Regions from separate parts of the Sus scrofa genome. Here all the other regions are linked to region 1. The links are chromatin contacts, called in public Hi-C and HiChIP or PLAC-seq maps. All regions are on one chromosome and are shown on one strand. The core of a region is the stretch at or near the end of the contact, and the rest is flanking DNA. Distances in the headings are between cores, read along the strand shown.

Region 1 (2,700 bases), core at 117-2,616:
CAAATGCCTAGTCCTGAGGTCTGAGGAGTTCTGGGGAACAAGCCAACCATCTTCGCCTGCGGAATCAGCCTTGTGCCGCTAGAGGGCAGCATTAGAGGGACCTTGGGCCTCTTGGCTGCGCAGCTGGTGAGGTGAAGCCTCGAGCTGCACCCGCGGCCAGAAGACATACTTTGCAGACGTCTCTGCACTCCGTTCCCACCACTGACCTGGAAAATGATCTGATGGTACCCATTCTGCAGATGAGCTAATGCACAGACCAGGTCCCGCTGTACGGAGTAGGTGGAACTGGGATTTGAACCTAGGCCTCTTTGATTCCACAGAATGAAGACACTCCCACCCACAGCTCCTTGCTGTGACCCTGCTTTGTCCATGCGTCGCGTGTGTGGTGGTGGGGGGCACTTTTCTCCCACCAGGCCCGTTCAGTCCCTTTTTCTAGCACACTCCCCCGCCCCCACCCTTTGCTCCTTGAACTCTTCTCAAAATTCTCTCACACAGCCCCCTACTTCCATTCTCCTCCTCAACCCAGAGCCCGAGCATCAACATTCCAAGCATCCGTCCCACATGCCTCCCTCCCCCAAATCCCTGCCTCCTCCAGCCGCCCTCCTCTGCTGGCCTCCCGGTCTTGGAGAGGCTAGATCCCCCAGCCAAGGAGGCAGTTCTAGGCTTCAGGAGTCAAGTGTGGGTTTGACTTCGATCTCTCCTCGCCCTCCAGGAAGGCTCTAGTCCTAAGGAGAGACACTGGTGGGGGGGAGGGGGAGGGGAAACCGGGACATTCACCCTCCTACACCGCCCCCTCCACCCTGACAGACTGGGGACCAGAGGTCACTGCACTTCACCCTGCCAAATAGATAGCACAATCTGGAATTTCAGGTCTATAAATCACTTGCAGGGAGAGGGTGCCTCATAAAGCTGTTCTCTACTGGTCAGCCCGCTCTCCTCTCATCCCCTGGTCAGGACCCCCTCCTCGCTTCCAGGAAACTGGCCCAAGGAGGGGCCTGGGCATATATAGGGAGCCACTGTGGGAGGGGCCACCCAGAGAGGCTCCTGGCGGAGAAGGTGAGGAAGGGGTGCTGGCACTCTGCATGGGCATGGGGAGTTGAGGGGGTCTGAGGCTCAGGGAAGGCCAGCCCTGAGCTCTGGCTGGTGACTGCTCCACCTGAGCCTCTGTTTCCTCTTCTGTAAAATGGCCCACTGTCAGCGTTGCGGGAGGCTGGGCACACTGGCTACCAGCCTGGGCCCAGCAGAAAGCTGAGAGCAGCCCCTGTTAGCTGGGATACGGAAGGGGAGCAGTGGGTCCGGCTGGGCCCTCCCTCCCTTCTTGGCCTCTCCCTGACCTCACCCCTGCTCCGGTGTCCCAGGCAGGACGATGGCTTCTGCGGCAGCAGAGGGGGAGAAGGGGTCTCCGGTTGTGGTGGGTCTGCTGGTCGTGGGCAACATCATTATTCTGGTGAGACACCCCCCCACACCTTTGCCGGGAGCCCACTGTGAGGGTGAGAAGGAGGGGGTGGTCCTGAGGCTGGGAGTCGGGTGGCTGGGGGCCCAGGATTCCCCCGATGGCCAATGCCATCTGGCTCTCAGGTCAGAAAATCCCAGCTATTCCTCTCCCCAGCGGTGTGATCTTGAGCAAGTGATCTGACTTCTCTCTGCCTATTTCCCCATCTATCATGTACTCACTCTGGGCATTGTTGTGTGGATTAGTCCACGTATGACCCTCAGCTCCGAAAAAGTGCTTGACAAGGGCCAGATATCATCATGAGTGTGATCTGGACCTGACATGCCTGCTTGGCACACAGGGGGCCCACAGTAATGAATAATAACAATGCCTTTTAATTTTGTGATTCTTTTTGTCTTTTTTTTTTTTTTTTCTTTTTCTTTTTTGGTCTTTTTGCCATTTTCTTGGGCCGCTCCCGTGGCATATGGAGATTCCCAGGCTAGGGGTCTAATCGGAGCCGTAGCCACCAGCCTATGCCACAGCCACAGCAACGCAGGATCCGAGCTGCGTCTTCGACCTACACCACAGCTCACCACAATGCCGGATCCTTCACCCACTGAGCAAGGCCAGGGATGGAACCCGCAACCTCATGGTTCCTAGTTGGATTCGTTAACCGCTGAGCCACGATGGGAACTCCAAGTATGTGATTCTTGTACCTGGCTCCGGAGCCAGAAAACCTGGGTTCAAATCTCAGCTTTGTCACCTTCTATTGTAGGACCTGGAGCCTCAGTGTCCTCATCTGTAAGATGGAGATACAGTAGGCGTGCTGAGAGGAGAAAATGAGTTAGTGGATTTGTGCTTTGGCCAGAGTTTGGCACACATGGTTGCTCTCTGCAGTGGCCACAGCACTAGTCAGGACAGCTGGTAACAACAGTGGTTAGTGCACAGAAAGCAGTTTCAAGGACCAATGACTGGCAGACAGTAAGTACTCTATGACTGGTAGTCTGATTTTTGGCAAAGGTATCCGCTGAGGTCTTCCTCTCACCTTCTCACCTTGTTCTCCATCACTATAGGTAGCCAGATTTTTAGTTTCTCATTTTATATATATATATGCCATATATATATATATATATGCCACACTGGTGGCATGCAGAAGTTCCCGGGTCAGGGACTGAACCTGAGCCACAAAAGTGACAGCACCAGGTCCTCAACCTGATGAGCCACCAGGGAACTCCTCTCCAATATTTCTTTAAGCAAATATAGGAAAA
Region 2 (2,700 bases), core at 192-2,691, 210 kb after region 1:
CTAGATTATATGCACAAATTGGTATTTTTTGTGTGGATTCTTCAAAGGAGTCTTTAGATTTGGATAGTGTCTCGAAGGGATGCAAACTCCTCCCCTCCAAACTCTAGAATGTTTCTTTTTGGAGTCACCAAACTAGGCTGAATTCTATCCTCTGCCCTTAGGAGGACTTCTCCAGGACATCAGCCTGTCCTGGGCTGGGCTTTTCCAGAACAATTCAGAGCCTGCCTTCGGACTGAGGCCAACCATTCCTGTATGTCCCCTCCACACATTGTAAGCCGAGCATAAGGTCATGAACGATCACTGAAAGCATTCTGGATGCTTGGTCTTCAAGCATTTAAGGGGTGCTGCGAAAGGGGCTTTCGGGTCTAGGTTCTGCAGGGCCTGGGGGAGGGGTACTCCAGATGGACACCCCCAGGAGAGGAGTGAGCTATGAGAAAGAGAAGCTGGTTTCCTCACCTGATAAGCAGACTCTGTCTCAGCGATGTGTTGTTTCCGGGTCACTGCTTAGGGGTGGGGAGCAGCAGAGTGCAGACACAGGGTGAGAATCAGGAGCACCACATTGTGACAGAACCAGCCCCTCCATCACCCCCCTTGGATGCTTGTGACTCGGGAGCCATACCCCCTCCCCACCAGGCAGGTCCTCAGAGGGTCCCAGGCCATCCTCTGGCGGCCCCACTCACCGTCCACGGCCCCACGTGTCCGAGGGACCAGCCGACCCAGGGAGTACACAGCCAGGGCGATGAGGAGGGTCAGCACCAGATCCCCCAGCACGATCCCCGCCAGGATGCCGGGGCTCACGGCGGAGCAGCTGCATTCTGGAATGGATGGGGCATGGGGGTGAGGGGAGGTCCGTGGGAGTAGGGCATTGGGAGGAGGTGTCAGTCATCAGGGGGAGACTGGGGAAGGGACAGAGATGGGGTGGTCTCGGGCGGGGGGGGGGGTCGGGAGGGGGGACTGGCCTACCTCTCTGGGCCTGGACAAGGCTGAAACCTGAGGAGAGAAAAAGAAGGTAAACTGAGACACAGGGCTGGTGGGCATAGAGGCTGGGGGAGGGGGGTTCCTGACAGCCAGGAGGCAAGGGTGGACAGCAAGGTCCGGTGGGACCTGTGGGCCAGCATCCAAGCCGCTGGACTGTGTTACTTCTACATCGGCTTTTCCTGTTGCAACATCTTAGAGTGCCCTCCCTCTGCTTCTGCCAGAGGCCCAATCTCAGGGGCGCAGGCTCTGAGAGAGACCCATAGGGTGTGGGGGGCTGGGGAATCTGCTGGGTCCACCCCGCTCCCCACCCCTTTGCTTTTCTCTTCCCACCCTGTTCCCTGTCCTGCCCCAAGCTGAGCCCGGGAGCGTCAGAGGCCCCCAACTCACCACCCACAGCCAGGAGGAGAGGCAGGAGTCCATTGGAGGGTCCGAGGCGCCCCATGATGCAGATGACGCTGCTGGACACCACAGTCCAAGGCCAGTGGGATGTGGCGTAGTGTCCAACCAAGTAAAGGAGGAAGTCTGAGGTGGGCGGTGGCAGAAGGGAGGAGGGGACAATGGGGGAGGAGGAACAGAGACATATAATACCACAAAGAATCAGGCCCGGACACCCCAGAGGCCGTGCTGCAGCCGCTAACAGCTGGAATGAAAGGTCAAAGGTGCGTGGGTCAACTTGAGCTCCATCCCCAAACAAGGCTCAGACATCACTGTACCAGGAGCCTCGATGGCTGACTCTGACTGAGGCTATCGCTGCCTCTTCCGGGCTGGACGACCTTGAATCCGTCACTCAACCCCTCTGGGCCTCAGTTTCCTCATCTGTAAGATGAGAAGTAAAGCAGTACCTACTTTGTAGGGTGCTGTAGGGATCAAATGGATGAATATTTCTAGAACAGGGTCTGACACTTGTCAGCTCTTCATTTTTATTTTTATTTTTTTGCTTTTTAGGGTTGCACCCGCGGCATATGGAAGTTGAATCGAAGCTCCAGCTGCCGGCCTACACCACAGCACACCAGATCCGAGCTGAGTCTGGAACTACACCACAGCTCATGGCAATGCTGGATCCTTAACTCACTGAGCGAGGCCAGGGATCAAACCCGATTCCTTGTGGATCCTAGTTGGGTTTGTTAACCGCTGAGCCCCGAAGGGAGCTCCCTTGTCAGCTTTTTATAAGCACCCATTACAATTATTTGGAATGTTCATAGCATATTAAAGGAGAACCATTAGGGAGTTCCTGTCGTGGCTCAGCAGATTAAGAACCCGTCTAGTATCCATGAGGATATGTGTTCAATCCCTGGCCTCGCCTCGTTCAGTGGGTTAAAGGCTCCAGCGTTGCCACAAGCTGCGTCACAGGTCACAGACACAGCTCGGCTCCTACATTGCCGTGGCTGTGGTTTAGACCCGTAGCTGCAGCTCCAATTTGACCCCTAGCCGTAGGTGGGGCCCTATAAAGACAAAAAAGAAGAGAGAGAGAGATACAGGTGCTAAAGAGGTGCAGGCACTCTGTCCCAGGCATTAAGGCTTTTAACCCCCAACAGCACCGTCTGAGGCACAGGCTCTTACCCCCATTTTACAGAAAGAAAGATACTTGCCGAAGGTGACACAGCAAATAAAGGTGGAACTGGAACCCAGCAGCTAAAAACAGACATTTGACCCTCGGAAAGGAGTAGGGGAAAAGGGAAGATCGGGAAGGAGAGAGCCGAGGCGAGGCAGAGAAAGAGGAGA
Region 3 (2,700 bases), core at 194-2,693, 240 kb after region 1:
CAAGCCAAAGCTGTGTCCCCTCCAGACCAGGGCTCCCAAAAGACTATGTTCCCCATAGTGCTATAACCAAGTTCCAAGGCCAGGCTTGTAGACCATAGCTCACATCCCTCTTCCTGCCACACCATCTGCCAGGAAACATGTGGGGCCCCCTCCCTCATCCTCCCCTCCACTATCCTCCAAGCATCAGCACAGGCAGACACCACTCCTGGTGAGTCATGTGTTAGTACAATTCTAATAGGCTACTCTGTGGGATAGTAGACCTGAGCTAGGAAGAGGGGAAGGCTGTGGACATACTTTTCGGGGTCAACTCGGTCAGCCCCCTGTCTCTGTCCAATTTTTTTTTTTTTTTTTTTTTGTCTTTTTAGGACCACGCCCACGGCATATGGAAGTGACCCAGGCTAGGGGTCAAATCAGAGCTGCAGCTGCCGGCCTACACCACAGCCAAACAACAGCAAACCTGAGCCGCGTCAGCAACATACACTGTAGCTCACTGCAGCTCACAGCAACACCAGATCCTTAACCCAATGAGCAGGGCCAGGGATCGAACCCACATCTTCATGGATACTAGTCGGGTTTGTTACCCCTGAGCCACAACAGGAACTCCTCTGCCCCAATTCTTATCTTCTTCTCCATGGGTTATCTGGCCAGTGTGCCTTGAGGTATAACTCTAATTCCAGAGGGCACAAAGTCTTGGAGGCAAGTTTTCCCCTTGCAGCCAGAGCAAGGAGACTTGGGAAGGAGCAAAGGCTCTGCTCTGGCTGCAAGATCAGCCTTGATGATGGGCAAGGTCCAATAAGGAAACTCCATCTGTGGGAAGGGCATCCTGGGAGGTGGTGCTGAGACAGAGGCACAGAAGGAGACAGACCGGGAGGGGGTGCCTCTGGGATGGAGAACCACATTCAAGGCTGTGATTGAGAACTGGGTACACATGTACACACATGTGCCCCAGCTCAGTCTGTCTCTGTCTCTCTCTCCCCGCGACTTTGTCTCTTTGACTTCTTCTACGTCTCTTTGTCTGTCTCTAACTTGTACTGTCTCTTGTCTCTCTTTTTCGTTCCGGGTCACTCCCTGTCTTTGTATTTCCATCTCTCCTTGAATATATCTTTCTATTTCTCTATCTGCCTCTCTCATTCTACTCTCTGTCCCTCAATCTAAGCCTGCCTATTTTTTGTCTCTGTCTTTATCTCTGTCTGTCTGTCTCTCTCAGTCTCTGTATCTCTCTGACTCTCTCTTTATCCAAGGGTTCTGTCTCCCAAGCAAAGCTAGGACGACTCCATAAGAGGTGGGGCCAGGGGCGCGCCTTTGAGAGCGGGGACCTGCCTACACCTTTAAGTGCGGGCGCGCGCGGGGCCTGCGCCTTTAAGCGCGGGTGCGCGCACGGCCCTGGGTTCCCGGCGAGGAGGCCGCGGGAGCGCCCGGACCCGGCCCGCCTGCCCGGCCCCCGCCCGGCCCCCGCCCCGGCCCTGGCGGGGGAGGGGTCTCTGAGCGCGGCCCCTCCCCCCTGCGCCCCCGCCTCTGCTGCGGTGCCCCTACACCGCGTGTCTCCGTCTGTCCGTCTGTCTGCGCCGGGCCTCGCCCCACCCCGGCCCCCGGGGCTGCCTGGCCGCCCCCCCACCCACCGCAGCCGCCCCCCTGCCTCTGGGCCAGCCCCCGCTGCAGCCCAGGAAGCAAGTCAGGACGCCGCCGCCTCAGATCCAGGGCCTGCATCGTGAAATCGGGGGCCTGCACCCCGAGATTGGATCCGGAGATCTGGAAACCCGAGCCTGGGAGCCTGATTTGGGGCTGAAACCCCAACACCTGGAGCCTGAACATCAATATCTGGGGCTGAAATCCCAGCATCAGTCTCTGGGGCTGATTTGGAACCTGAACCCCAAGAATTGGAATATGGACCCCAAGATTTGGAGCTTGAACCTCAAGATCTGGCATCTCAAACCCCAAATCTGGAGCTGAACTCTGAGTTCTGTGCCTGGGACCTTGAAATCTGGGACTGGATTCTCATGCTTATACCCTGGAACCCACTATTTAGAACCTGAACCCTGAGATTTAGGCCTCAGATTCCAAGATCTGAACCCTGGCATTCCACAGGGCCTAAAGCTGAGTTTGGGCCTGAAGTCCTTGCTGCAAACCTGAATGCTGAGATTTGGGGCAAATCTTGACTCAGCACCCCAATATCAACTGAGCACCCCAGTATCAGATTCCAAGACTGGGCCTGCGACTCAGACCTTAAACTCTGCATATGACTGTTTAGCCTCTCAAGACCAGAGCTGGGAGACCCTGACTGAGCAACCCAAACTGGGTTGGACCCTTAGAGGCCCAATATTTGGAGATCTAGGACTCAAAGCGTTAAGGTCTGCAGACACTGTGGCCACAAGTCTGAGCTGAGACACCAACAGATAGTCCCTCTACAGAGGCCTTGGGGACAAGGAAGGCATGACCAGGCACCCCCTCCAGAGCCCTGACCCCTGACCCCCTTGGAGCTTGAGGACTTTGCTCCCTGGGGCAGCTTCCAGCTCAGGTAAGGCTACTGAGAGACCCTCTGGAGGGGAGGGACTTGGGAGGAACTTTGTGGCTGGGGGTGGAGGTGAGGAGGACCAGGTCTCCCTGGGCACCCTTTGGAGTTTCTGCAGGAGGCAGGTGTATCCACTCACAAGGGTCTGCCTCCAACTCCTGCTCTGCCTCGAACACTCCGGACATTTGGCC

The links. A called contact is a pair of places that touch in the nucleus more often than the background predicts. HiChIP or PLAC-seq counts read pairs in DNA pulled down with a chosen protein or histone mark.
Region 2: a contact with region 1 is called in an H3K27ac HiChIP or PLAC-seq map of alveolar macrophages. The contact joins the promoter of TYROBP here to the promoter of UPK1A in region 1. A contact is called at or near these places in 1 of 5 promoter capture datasets (fetal skeletal muscle), 1 of 47 Hi-C or Micro-C datasets (epiblast stem cells) and 1 of 2 datasets of contacts at active chromatin or transcription factors (alveolar macrophages).
Region 3: a Hi-C map of alveolar macrophages shows a contact between it and region 1, with 1.9 times the contacts expected there. The contact joins the promoter of LRFN3 here to the promoter of UPK1A in region 1. A contact is called at or near these places in 7 of 47 Hi-C or Micro-C datasets (alveolar macrophages, embryonic fibroblasts, heart right ventricle and 3 more).

Annotation. Positions count from the first base shown.
Region 1 is chr6:45,103,752-45,106,451 of Sscrofa11.1, forward strand. It overlaps UPK1A (uroplakin 1A), which reads left to right and starts at 1,367. Exons shown (of 7, transcript NM_001123211.1): 1 at 1,367-1,447. The coding sequence starts at 1,367.
Region 2 is chr6:45,311,045-45,313,744 of Sscrofa11.1, forward strand. It overlaps TYROBP (TYRO protein tyrosine kinase binding protein), which reads right to left and starts at 1,442. Exons shown (of 5, transcript NM_214202.1): 1 at 1,366-1,442; 2 at 964-990; 3 at 681-815; 4 at 457-500. The coding sequence starts at 1,420.
Region 3 is chr6:45,342,403-45,345,102 of Sscrofa11.1, forward strand. It overlaps LRFN3 (leucine-rich repeat and fibronectin type-III domain-containing protein 3), which reads left to right and starts at 1,444. Exons shown (of 4, transcript XM_003481830.4): 1 at 1,444-2,515.